2 separate regions of the Sus scrofa genome follow, and region 1 is linked to region 2. Evidence: chromatin contacts called from public Hi-C data. All regions are on one chromosome and are shown on one strand. The core of a region is the stretch at or near the end of the contact, and the rest is flanking DNA. Distances in the headings are between cores, read along the strand shown.

The links. A called contact is a pair of places that touch in the nucleus more often than the background predicts.
Region 1: a Hi-C map of liver shows a contact between it and region 2, with 9 times the contacts expected there. The contact joins the promoter of TMEM102 here to the promoter of WRAP53 in region 2. A contact is called at or near these places in 5 of 47 Hi-C or Micro-C datasets (alveolar macrophages, heart right ventricle, liver and 2 more) and 2 of 2 datasets of contacts at active chromatin or transcription factors (alveolar macrophages and skeletal muscle).

Annotation. Positions count from the first base shown.
Region 1 is chr12:52,737,353-52,743,566 of Sscrofa11.1, reverse strand. TMEM102 (transmembrane protein 102) reads right to left here and starts at 4,625. Exons shown (of 9, transcript XM_021067827.1): 1 at 3,666-4,625; 2 at 3,401-3,579; 3 at 2,975-3,398; 4 at 1,197-2,972; 5 at 838-927. The coding sequence starts at 3,879. The coding sequence ends at 2,245. It overlaps FGF11 (fibroblast growth factor 11), which reads right to left and starts at 1,477. Exons shown (of 5, transcript XM_013981311.2): 1 at 1-1,477. The coding sequence starts at 112.
Region 2 is chr12:52,952,454-52,958,669 of Sscrofa11.1, reverse strand. WRAP53 (telomerase Cajal body protein 1) reads right to left here and starts at 3,996. Exons shown (of 10, transcript XM_003131944.4): 1 at 3,257-3,996; 2 at 3,011-3,109; 3 at 2,793-2,904. The coding sequence starts at 3,660. TP53 (tumor protein p53) reads left to right here and starts at 4,884. Exons shown (of 11, transcript NM_213824.3): 1 at 4,884-4,995.

The sequences.
Region 1 (6,214 bases), core at 3,376-5,875, 220 kb after region 2:
GGGACTTGGTGCCGCGGGGACACACGCGCCGCTGCGCCGACACGGGCCGGCTGCCCCCGGGCTCGCGGACCTCCCGCTTCTGCCGGATCAGGCTACTGGCCAGCGCCGCCATGGCGCCCCGGGAGAAGACACCCCCAAACCGGCGGGCGTCCGGAGCGCGCTGGGCTCCTCCAGAGAAGCCCGCTCGCTCACCAGGACATGCTCCTGACGCTCCGGTCCCGACTCACCGCCCCACCCAGAGGACCTGAGGATAAGCCCTAGACGACCCTCACCCCTGGCACCAGCTCCCACCCTTGGGCCCGGCGCTAGCTCCGCCTGCCAGACCTTGCAGCCTCTGCACCTCTCAATGGACCCCACCCTCAACTTTGGTCCCCCTTCTGAACACTCCTCCTTTCCCTGATCTCCAGTGTCCCTGTCCCCCACTTCCCCTGTCCCAAAGCCAAGACCCTCAAATTTTCCAAGCTACGGTTTCAGTATTCCCAGGCACCTTCCCACCCTGTTTCAGGCCCTGCACTCCAGCCAAATCCACTCTTGCAATCTTAAGTGTGTGGGTCCTTAGTTTGGGGGGTATTAGCTCGCCTCACTCCTGCTGGGGTGCTGCCAATGTCAGGGAAGAACCCAACCTCGGGTGTCTTTTCCTTTGCCACCCACGAAGTGCAGAATCCCCCACTTTTTTTCCCCCCACTGGAATCCCCCAAAACTATATCTGGAAATATCCAGACTGTCCCTGTTCAGTGAAGAGGTTCCCAGGCCCTGTCTCTGGACAAAACCATTTCTCACCAAGTCACCCCCATTTCTAGTGGCACAGCGTTCCAGCTGCTGAGCCCCTTTCCTCACCTTGTTACCCTCCACTCCTTTTGAAGTCACCTCCAAATCCGCCCTTCCTAGTGGTTACACCAGGTGGTTGTCTGAAGGGCCCTCTGTCACCTCGGAATAAGGAGCATAGGTTTTTGGTTTTCCTTTTTTTTCTGGCAGCCCCTTAATTTCCTCGGGGACAGCTGGTGCTGTTTAGATCCCACGCCCTCCAATCCAACCAGCCCCCCGAGAGAGGAGTGCACCCACGTTGTCACGGGTCCCCAAATGTGAGCAGACCCCCTGTAAGTCAAGAGCGCATCGGAGCTTTCTGCGACAGGGCTTCCTGGTCCTCCCCGGGACTGCCTATAACACCCCCTCTTCCTTCCCCGACGCCCCTCAACCTGTCCTGTCTTGTCGATCCGGCGACGGCTGGCGCTGGCTCCGGTTCCAGGCTCCTCCCTCCCTGTACCCCGCAAGCGGAGCTTCCCCCCACGCCCAGCTAGGCGTCCCGGACCCCAGGAAGGAGTGAGGGTGTCTCCGCAGAGCGCCCTGGTCGGGCGAAGTGAGCACTGGGCCTGGCGGCTGGACCAAGCGGCGAGGCGGCAGCGGCGGCAGCGGTAGCGGCTGTGGGAAGCTGAGGCGGCGACGGCGACAGCAGCTCCCCCTCCTCGGAGAGCCGGCCCGGGGGCGGGGCAGGGGGCGGAGACGCTGGGAAAGAGGGGGGTGAAACTGGGCGGGCGGAACCCCGGGGTTCCTTGGTGGCTGAGAGTGAGGACGGCCTTAGAGGCAGGCGGAGCCGAGGCAAGGCCGCATGTCTCGGGGTTCAGAGGATGAGGGACAAGAAGGCGACTCCACTGAACGGAACCCTGGATGGGGGGAGAGGTTGGGCGTCAGATGGAATGGCGGATGCCTGGAGAATGGAGAAAGGGACCCTACTACCCTACTACACGGGATGGAGGACGGCTGGATGAGGAAAGGGCGGGGTTGGGGGGGGAGTAACGGAAGAGATAGGAGTGGTGGTGAGTTCTAGCCTGGGGTGAAATCTGGCCTCCTTAACAACTCCGCTTTTCAAACTGGTCAGCTCCTGGTCTCCATACCGCTTTTTTTCCACGTTTTGTCAGCAAATAATTTCCCCCACCCCCATCCATATTGACTCCAAAGAGAAAAGACCATAAGAACTGGGGGGGGGGGGGGGGGGAAGACGGCGGCCCCGAAGGCTGCACGGGAGCAGGAGGGGTGCTGGCCACAGATCCGGAAAGTGGAGAGGCCAGAATGGAACCTGTGCCAGGAGGAGGGTGGGAGGATGGGGAGGAATCGACGAGGAGGCCTTCTAGAACGGGCTCTTTGGGACCTGGGCGCTCAGCCTGTCTCCCAGGTGAGGGGAGAGCAGTGCCCTCCACATTCCGCTGGCCAACAGAAGCACTTTCCAGGCCAGTTGGAGCAGCATCTTTAATGGGCCCCGCCTCCCACGCCGGCTAAGCCGCCCCCCTTGCGCGCCGCCTTGGCCTCCTCCACGGCGGCGCGCAGGGCCCGGGCAGGGTCCCCGCGAAGCAGGGCCAACGCCCCAAGCAGCGAAACCGCGCCGTCCCCTGCACGGAGCTTTTGGCCACTCAGAAAATAGTGGGGCAGCGTCCCGGCTTCGAGCACCCGGCCCAGCTCATCCAGCAGCCCGAGGCAGCAGGCGCCCGCATTTTCGGGCCGCGCCAGATAGAGCGCGGGCAGCCGCTCGCACGCCCAGTAGAGCAACGTCCGCAGGAGGTAGGGCGCTGCGGCCCGGGTCCCGACCACCAGCGGGCGCAGCAGCGCCTGGGCTGCCGCGTGCGCTTGCAGCAGCGGCTCGGCTATGCGCGCCTTGAGCGCCAGCTCCTGGCGGGCGAAGCAGAGCTGCCAGCCAGAGGCTTCTGGCCGCTCTGTGCCGCCGCCGCCGCCGCCGCCGGGCACCAGGTAGAAGGAGGACGACTCCGTGGCCAACGGGCCGGCCCACGAGTGGCTCCGAGCCCCCTCGGGCCAGCCGGCCACGGACACCACAGGGATCAGGTCGAAAAGCAGGAGTCGGCGCGGGGGCCCGGGCGTAGCCAGCAGGATGGTGGTGTACCCAGCGTGGCGGGCTGCGTGAACCAAGCGCGGGGCACCTGGGACCGGGAGCAGGGACTCAGCGACCGCAGCCAGCGAAGCAAGAACCAGGCAGCCACCTGGGCGGGACACAATGTGGGCCATGCCTCCCGAGCCTCCGACGGCTGGGGCTGTGGCATTGGGCTAACGTCGGCTGCTTTGGTGACGTCACCATTCGTTTTTTTCAATGGTGAGGGAAAGCCAACATCGGTTGCGTCTTGCTGAGGCGACTCTGGCACTGAAACGTTACTAGGTGATTTTTCCAAAGACTCGTGTGCCTCAGGATCAGTGACGTCACCGTGCGGCTGGTCCACAGAGGTTTTCGGGTCCTTGAGACTTTCTTCACTTTGGGTTGGGTGGATGGAATCACCTTCTCCGGGGACTGGGGGTCCTAGGCAATCCTGCCATGCCTCCCTGATGGAGGCTCCGCGTACCTGCTCTGGGAGGCAGACCCATGCGTAACAGGATCCCACGTCCAGTTGCAGCTCCTGCCAGTGTCGTCTAGTGAAAACACGGGCACCAGGAGCGTGAAGCCGGTGTCATAGTGAGGTCCCCGGGCGTAGGGACCTAGAGGCGTAGGCCCCAGATCCAGGGAGCCCTCGCGAATTCCGCCACGAAGCAGCAAGAGCTCTGCCTGGGGAGGAAAGCGAGGGTCCCGACGGTGAATGAGACCTAAGGAAAGAGAAGGGATCGTGAGGGCGTGAACCAAAGCTGGGGCGGGGCGGGGCTGAGAGCTGCCAAAGGTTAGGGTTACTTACCCAGCAAAGAGAAAACAAAGTCCTTAGCCTGGAGGAGGTCTGGTCCCGGCTTGGGCCCGTCACTCCAGCTCTCCTGCACACCCAGCTCCTGGATCAGCTGGGTTAGTTCTTGCAGCTGGGCACCAGAGCAGAAGTCTATGTCCGTGAGCGGCCGGGCTGGGGCTGGGGGCGGTGGGCCCCACCAAGGAGCACTCCCCCAGACGGCGGAAGCCATTCTGTCTTTTGGGGGGGGCGGCTAGGAGGTACACCGACGGAGGGAAGCCCAGACAGGTCTCTCCTTCTGCTGCAGAGAAGTCGCCCCCGTTTTTTCTCTTTTTCCGAGCACTGGGGTCTGCAGGTGAAGGGCTCTAAATTTAGTCTGGAAAACGAACAAATAAATACCTCCTATGTCCTTTTCCTTTTCTCATATGCTGGTCCCCGCCCCGATGGACCGGTTCACCTGACTCAGCAGGTAAAAAGTAGCTGTTGGAGCCCTCCTGCGGAATGCAATAGCCAGTCTCCTCCGCCGCCCTTGTCTACCTCCCCTTACCTCTTTTTCGGAAGAGGCTTGTGGTTTGCGGCTTCCCTCTTACGGGTAGCTGCAAGGGCCGGGGGAGAAAAAAAAATGGATAGAGCGAGTCAACAGGTAACTTCTTCCTGCTGCCCACGAGGCCACGCCCCTAAATTACGATCACGCCCCTTTCTGGAGGCTGTCGGGGCGGTTCGGGCCCCGCCCAGCCTCCAGCCGAGTTCACTCCTTTTTTTCGCTCGACTGAGATCTCAAGGCCATCCTGGGAGTTGTAGTTTGTCTTCCAAGCTACCAGGGCGTTGGGGCCACGCCCCCACATCCTTTCCTGTTCCGTTGAAGAAGTGCCTGATGGAAGTTGTAGTTTCTATGGCGATAAACTGTTCTGTGTCTTTCCAAGCCCAGGTCAACCCCACTCAAACTCGTGGAGTTAGAGCGGAGGTGTAATAGGATGGATCTGAATAGCAAACAATAATGGGGACAAGAGTTCCCTTCGTGGCTCGGCAGTTAACGATACCAACTAGGATCCATGAGTATGTAGGTTCGATCCCTGGCATCGCTCAGTGGGTTAAGGATTCGGCGTTGCTGTGAGCCTGTGGTGTAGGTGGCAGATGCGGCTCAGATCTCGCGTTGTTGTGGCTGTGGTGTAGGCCGACGGCTACAGCTCTGATTCGACCCTTAGCCTGGGAACCTCCATATGCCACAGGTGTGGCCCTAAAATGCCAAAAAATAAAATAAAATAAAAACTGTGGGGGACGTACCCTAGGGCCTGGGGAGAAACAAGGGCCTTTAAGTCTCACGTGTCAGTAGAGGAGTCCTGGTCACCTAAATCTAGAAGGGTTCTTCCATTCAGTTCTCACTTCATTTTATTTTATTTTATTTTTCTCTTTCTGCTTTTCTAGGGCTGCTCCCGCAGCACATGGAGGTTCCCAGACTAGGGGTCAAATCGGAGCTGTAGCCGCCGGCCTACACCAGAGCCACAGCAGCGCAGGATCTGAGCCATGTCTGCGACCTATACCACAGCTCATGGCAACGCCGGAGCCTTAACCCACTGAACAAGGCCAGGGATCGAACCCGCAACCTCATGGTTCCTAGTCGAATTCGTTAACCACTGAGCCACGAGGGGAACTCCTCGCATTTCGTTTTAGAGATGAGACAATAGCCTTGAAAGCCTTGCACATGACTTGTCCAAGGTCAGAGCCGAGCCAGAGAGGTGTTGGAAGGGGACTCTCCAGCTGCATGGGGACATAGCACTTGGAATTGATGATAGAAGTGTTAGTTAAGACCATACAGGTAGCGACCCAGGGATGGACATCCAACTCAGGGAAGGGACATATATGAGCGATGCCCGCCTCCGACACACATGAATGGTGGCAGGGAAAACACTTTGGAATCTTGCAGCTCATCTGTATACACGGAAGAGTTACCAGGACTGAAGATCAAGTCCAGAGGAACCTCCCAGCTGGGCTAGAGCAGGACAATGGAAAATTATCAGGGGAAGGAAATTGCTTTCAGTGACCAGTGCTATCATGAGCACAGTTTAAGTCCAGGATAAAACTAGGAGCCAGAAAAATAGGACAGAAAGATAGGAAACCAGAGGTAGGCTCACAGATCAGACCAATTCATGCTATGCCAGGAATTCTTTTTTTTTTTTTTTTTTTTTGTCTTTTTAGGGCCACGCCTGTGGCATACAGAGGTTCCCAGGCTAGGGTCTAATTAGAGCTGTAGCTGCTGGCCTACACCACAGCCACAGCAATGTCAGATCCGAGCCACATCTTTGACTACACCACAGCTCACAGCCACGCCGGATCCTTAACCCACAGAGCAAGACCAAGGATCGAACCCACAACCTCATGGTTCCCAGTCGGATTTGTTTCTGTTGCGGCACGACGGGAACCCCTAGACCAGGAATTCTTATCTTCCTTTTTCCCAGAGACCTATTTCTTTAAAAAAAATTTTTTTGTCTTTTTAGGGCCACACCCGCAGCATATGGAGTTTCCAGGCTAGGGGTTGAATAGGAGCTGTGGCTTCTGGCCTTCACCAC
Region 2 (6,216 bases), core at 2,747-5,246:
GATTCTTCCACCCCGGGACTAAGCCCTTTGGCTCTCTCCCCACAATCCTCTTCTTTCAGCTGATAACCTCCTTTTATGCGTCACTGAGAAGCCAAGAGACAGAGACACCCAAATCTTCCCATGACCAAACAGCTGCCTTGAACGAAACCTCTGCCTTTCTTCCTACCGTGAGGAAAGATTCTGGAAAGATTCTGCGCCTGTCAAAGTCTAGCCTCGTCCTCCAGTGTGCTCTGGATCCTGGCTTCACCCAGCCTTGCAGGTGCTTTGTCACCCTGCCTCCCTCCCACAGCAGCAATTCCTCCCCTCTGTGGGTTATTCCTGACCTCACAGAAGCATCTCGTTAACCTTTCTTGGGCCCCCCCATTCCCACTGGTCACCATTCCATTTCTCAGCTCCCTTCTCAGCATAGGAAACCATTTCCAAAGAATTGCCTCTCCACCCACCCTAACTGCCTTCTGCCTCCATCACTTCTCTGAACGTGCTCTGGTCAAGGTCACTAATGTCTTCTTGGATCATTCTATAAATTTGCCCCCACTCTCAACAGCATTAAACGTGACTCTGGAGGTCCCTGGTGGCACAGAGAATTACGGATCCTGCATTGTCAGTGCAGCCACTTGGGGTGCTGTTATGGCGTGGATTCAACTGCTGGCCCAGGAACTTTCATTTGCCACACAGCCACAGCAAAAAACAAAAAAAAAATGCGACTTGTGCCTCCACTTTCGTAATTTCTCCTGCACCCTCCTCCATACGCCGGAGCATTCCAGGCTCTGCTTGAGCCTTCTCCTTCTCCATCTATGCTCTCTCTCAAGACTGAATCCACTCTCAAGCCACAAGATGCTCTCCCACTCCCAAACTACATCCCGAGCACCCTTCTCAAAGTCTCCCCTTAGATTTACATTGCCGCGACCTAAAAACCCTTGACTTCCATCCCAAGAGCTCTTCACTTCCCAAGTGAACTGTATCTCCATCCACCCCACTGGCTTCGCAGTCCCACAAAATATACTTCAACTCCACCCATCTCTCTCTCTCCTGATGCCACCCCAGCCCAAGCCAGCATCGTTTCTCGCCTGGACTATGACAAACTGCGTCTTAACAGAGTCTCCACTCTTGACCACTCACAGTCCATCAGAATTCCCTGGTGGCCTGGTGGTTAAGGATCTGGCATTGCTACTGCAGTGGCACGGGTTCAATCCTGGGCTTGGGAACTTTCATGTGCAGCCAAAATAAATGAGTAAATAAACTTCAACTATCATTTCACTCTTTTATTTTTTATTTTTCTTTTTATGGCCACACCTGTGGCATATGGAAGTTCCCAGGCTAGGGCTCACATTGGAGCCACAGCTGCTCGCCTACACCACAGCCACAGCAACGCCAGATCTGAGCCACATTTTCGAATTATGCGTGCAGCTCATGGCAACGCCGGATCCTTTAACCCACTGAGCAAAGCCAGGGATGGCACCCACCTCCTCATGGATCCTAGTCTGGTTCTTAACCCACTGAGCCACAATGGGAACTCCCAACACTCTTCTCTTTTAAAACTCTCCCATGGCTTCCCAGAGGCACTCCGAAGGCCCCACCCACAAGATCTGGCATCAGGCATGGTGGCCTTCTTTCTGTTCCTTGAACACATGAAGTTCTTTCCCAGCTCTGGGTTCTCTGGGTTGTTGTAGCATCTCTGCCCCCTTCTTTTTTTTTTTTTTTGTCTTTTCTAGGGCCGCTCCCTCGGCATATGGAGGTTCCCAGGCTAGGGGTCGAATCAGAGCTGTAGCTGCCAGCCCACGCCACAGCCATAGCAATGCGGGATCCAAGCCGCATCTGCAACCTACACCACAGCTCACCGCAACGCCAAATCCTTAACCCACTGAGCAAGGCCAGGGATCGAACCCGCAACCTCATGGTTCCTAGTCGGATTTGTTAACCACTGCGCCACGACGGGAATTCCCACATCTCTGCCTCTTTGTGGAGCACTCTTTCTATACCTCTTCACATGCCGATCTTGTCATCCTTCAGGTCTTAGCTCAAATGTTTCCTTTTCAGAGAACTCCTCCCCAGCCACTTTATTTAAAGTGGTATCCTCTGGTTAATCTCTCCTCATTCTGTTTACTTCCTTCACGGTATATATATATATATATATATTTTTTTTTTTTAAAGCCCGCACCTGTGGCCTATGCAGGTTCCCAGGCTAGGGGTCGAATCGGAGCTACAGCTGCCGGCCATAACCACAGCCACAGCCATGCAGTATCCGAGCCGCATCTGTGACCTACATCACAGCTCTCGGCAATGCCAGATCCCTCACCCACTGAGCAAGGCCAGGGATTGAACCTGCAACCTCATGGTTCCTAGCTGGATTCATTCCCATTGCGGTATTTAACAAATACCCCTTCATGGTATTTGTTAAACTCAATAATGAACTTGACTGCTTATTGGGTAACATGTTTCCCACACAAGAAAGCAAACCAGTTCTTCATCTGTCTCGTTCATCACTTCACCCCAACACCAAACACAGTAGGTGGCATATTAGTGGTCATTCAATAAATATCTGAAAGTCAATTAAAAACTACGGAGAGAAATCCACTACTCCTTTATGGAAAACATATATTCCTAATGAAAGATAAGCCAAATATCACTTTAAATGACTTCGGAACTGACGGCCGAAAATGCTACCTGTGGAAACTCACGGTGAAAAAATACCCTGTTTGTGACAGGAAACATGTGGACTGTACTTTCTCCATCTACAGGCAGGACTTAAAAGTGCCCTGGCTGAGGAAGGGGCAGTTAGTCCCTACCCTTACCATTTCTGCGTATTCCAGCTGCTCCCCCTCACTGTACAGCTCTGGGGGCAGGTTATAAATCCGCAGGACGTTATCAGCACTATTGGTCAGGATGCAGGAACCATCAGGGGCCCTAGGAGTAGGAGAGAGAAGCCTGGATAGACCTGTATCTTGCGAGTGTTGGGCTTGAGCTGAGCAGACCTGTGGCAGAGGTGAGCCCCCTCCTCATCCTTACTTACCACTTACAGCCTTTCAAGAAGTTCTCAGGTTGGGTGCTGAACTCTGACCAGGAACCGCTAAGAAACCGGGGTAGCTGCGAGAAGCTGTAGTTCCAAGTGCTGGAAGGAAGATGGGGAAGACAAACCTGGGTCGCCAAAGCCAAGGAGAAATGGGCCTGGAGAAGTGGGGCTGAGGACTGGCGGATGAGATATATCTCACATTTCCAACCTCCTCAGATTCCTGAGCCAACTGCCATCAGCACTTACGTGTATCCCTCATCCTCTGGAGCGGGTTCCTCAGACACATCTTCCATGTCTTCTCCCGGCCCCAACTCTGGCTTGTTCGTTTCTTCTGCAGGAAGGCTCACTTTTTCAGAAAGTTCTTGCTCCTCGATTCGAGGGCTCAACTCACTAGGAGTATCAAACTCAGCTTCCAACGGAGTGGAGAGAGAAGCTGGGTCCCCTTCCCCCAGCTCCTGGGACACGGCCGAGCCAGCTCCAGGATCCGGGGATATCCGGGGCGCATCATCCCCATCGGGTGGCGGTGGCGTCTGTTCAGGGTTCGTATTTTTATCCATCGAGGAAGCCTGAGGAGAGAGACGGGCTGCAGCTGGGGCCTGGTCTGAAGGAAGGCAGTCCGGAGCTAACACTGGCGCCTCCGGGGTCTTCATACTGCAGAGGAAGCACGGCAAACATTGGCCGCGGCCAGGCAATCCTCTTCCCGCCGGCTACCAGCTGCCGGGCCTGCGGAACGGCAGAGACCGCCGTAAGTTCGCACGGATCCGGACGCAGAACTGGAGAAACCCAGCAGTGCCTTCTTTCTGCTCCCGGGATAGGACAGAAAACAGCCCCCCGCCCCCAGGCCTCGCGAGGCGAGGCGGGCGAACAGGAATGTTGGAGAGCTCGGCGATCCTTAGCCCTGTCGGTGGCTACGCGCCACCTGTTCTCGCGGGATTTGGGCCCACCATTCGATTGGACCTCCGCATCCCGGATCAGACTTCGCGGGCGACCCACAAGAGGGGCGGGGCAGGGACGTAACAGGTCACGGGTTACCGTTCCCCTCCAGTCCTGAATCTCCTAGTGCCTGCTGGGACTTGTAGTCCGAGAGCTTCTGAGTCAGGGAGATGTGTCTGAGCTCCTCGCGCTATCATTCTTCAAGCACCTACTCCCCTCCCCACCTGCAGAGGGCGCGAGCGCTATATTTGTTTTTACGGGGTTTGAACCTGTTTTGCATCTCAACTCCTCAGACCTCCGTCTCTTTTCATTCATTCAATAAATATTTATCATTGAGCTCTTCTTTGCTACCCAGTACTGTACTGGAAAAGACAAGAATGAATAAGATAGTAGGCAAGGTCTCTGCTCTCCTAACGCTTAGGTTGCTGTGTATTGAAGGCAAGGAACAAATTATTTCAAAACGTGATAGGGTCTAGGAAGGAAATTAAACAAGACAGTGTGATACAACGTAACTAGGAGAATACGTTAGCTTGGAACATTAAGGAAGGTCTTCCTAAAAATTGACATTTTAGCTAATGAGGAACTATCCAGCCATCTGGGAGAGCAGAGTTCCAGGCAAAAGGTGCAAAGGCTGTCTTTCTTTCACCTTCATGTCTGACTCGGGGACAAGTCTTTCAAAATGGTTTCCACCAATTCTGTTCTCACAGATCTGGGTTGTCGAATTTCTTCACCGCAAACTGTCAGTAGCTACAAAACCAACACAGCAGGAATCCTGACTCCCCTCACCCTCACCACCTCCGTCCGTCGCCACCGCCCGCAGGGTAATTGCTTGCCCTTACTTGTCATGGCGACTTTGTGCCAGGAGTCTCGCGATGGTTGCTGGGATTGGGATTTTCCCCTCCCATGTGCTCGGACTGGCGCTAAAAGTTTTGAGCTCCTCAAAAGTCCAGGGCCACCATCCTTGGCGCAGGTAGCTGCTGGTCTCCGGGGTCACCTGACGTCCCGTCTCGAGCGTGCATCCCAGGACAGTGACACGCTCTCCTGAGCTTCGGGTAAGCTCTTAACTGAGCCTGATGAATACTCTATGAGTCATGGGCTCTCGGGTCTGTGTATTTTCAGCTCAGAAGAAAGGAGGATGGAGGTGGAGCGAAAGATTTAGTGATTTGGGGGGGGGGGGGAAATGGAAGTTCTTCTAGCGGCATCAACAGAGGAATGCAATGTTGGGAGGCCTGAGTGTAGATGATAGGGATGTTAGGACCAACCGAACTAAAAAGCTGAACACCTGCGCCGGGTAGTGGGGCTTTGGGGAAAACTTGAGCCTGCCTAAGGGGTTCTTCCCCACCACCGCCACCACCCCATTTCAGTACCCGGTGTGGGGGAGCCCTTAATAAGACACACAAAGCATCAAGGTCCGAGGCTTTGGGATCTTGGAACTTTGGGGATTTATGGCTCGAGATTTTAGTGCGTATGGCATCCCAGTGGAACCCTGGACTCCATTCCGAAGTGGTTATCCGGAGTGCTCCGGGAAGTCCAAGGTGCTAACTTCCGGACCTTTGTCCTTTCTTGAGTGAACTTTCCAACTGGCCTTCAGCGCCTCAGGATGGAGAAAGTCCATTTAAAGGCTGTCAGTTGTGGAAATGGGACATGCTAAACAAGAGGTTTGCCCGCGAAGCCTCGGAGGAGTAACCCGGCCGGAGAGGCCCGGGAGCCCTGTTATTGTTTGGCTCTGCATTTACATTTCTGCCACTCGCAGGAGCATTTCCGGTTTCTTTTCTTCGGAACAGCCCACTATTCACCCGATGTGAGGGAAGTAGAAAGAGAAAAGGTCTTTTAAACTGGTTCCTATTGCTTGCTGCAAGGGGCTGTTAACCCCCTCTACCTTTTTTTTGTCCTTCATGGACTACTTAGCCACCGCTTTTGGGAAGGAAAAAGCATTTGTTATGATGCAAACCTCAGTCCCTCCCCCTCTTGTGAATGGTGTGCTCCTTCCTGGTTGTCTGCTAACCAGGCGGACGCTACCATTGCCTGGGGCGGTTTTCTTTTCTTTAAATATCAGAAGGCAAACCTTGGGTATCTTCGAGAATGGGTACATCTGAGATTTAAACGATAAAAAAGCATAACGATGGGGTTGTTTGTTTGTGGCAGAGAAACAATTTCTTCTGTATCCGGCTTTGGGCTGAGCCATCCCCATTTTCGGACGCAGAATGAACGTCGTGAAAGCGGAAGGGGCGGGGCTTGGAGAGGGGCGGGGACGGAGCTCCCAAGTGCAGCCC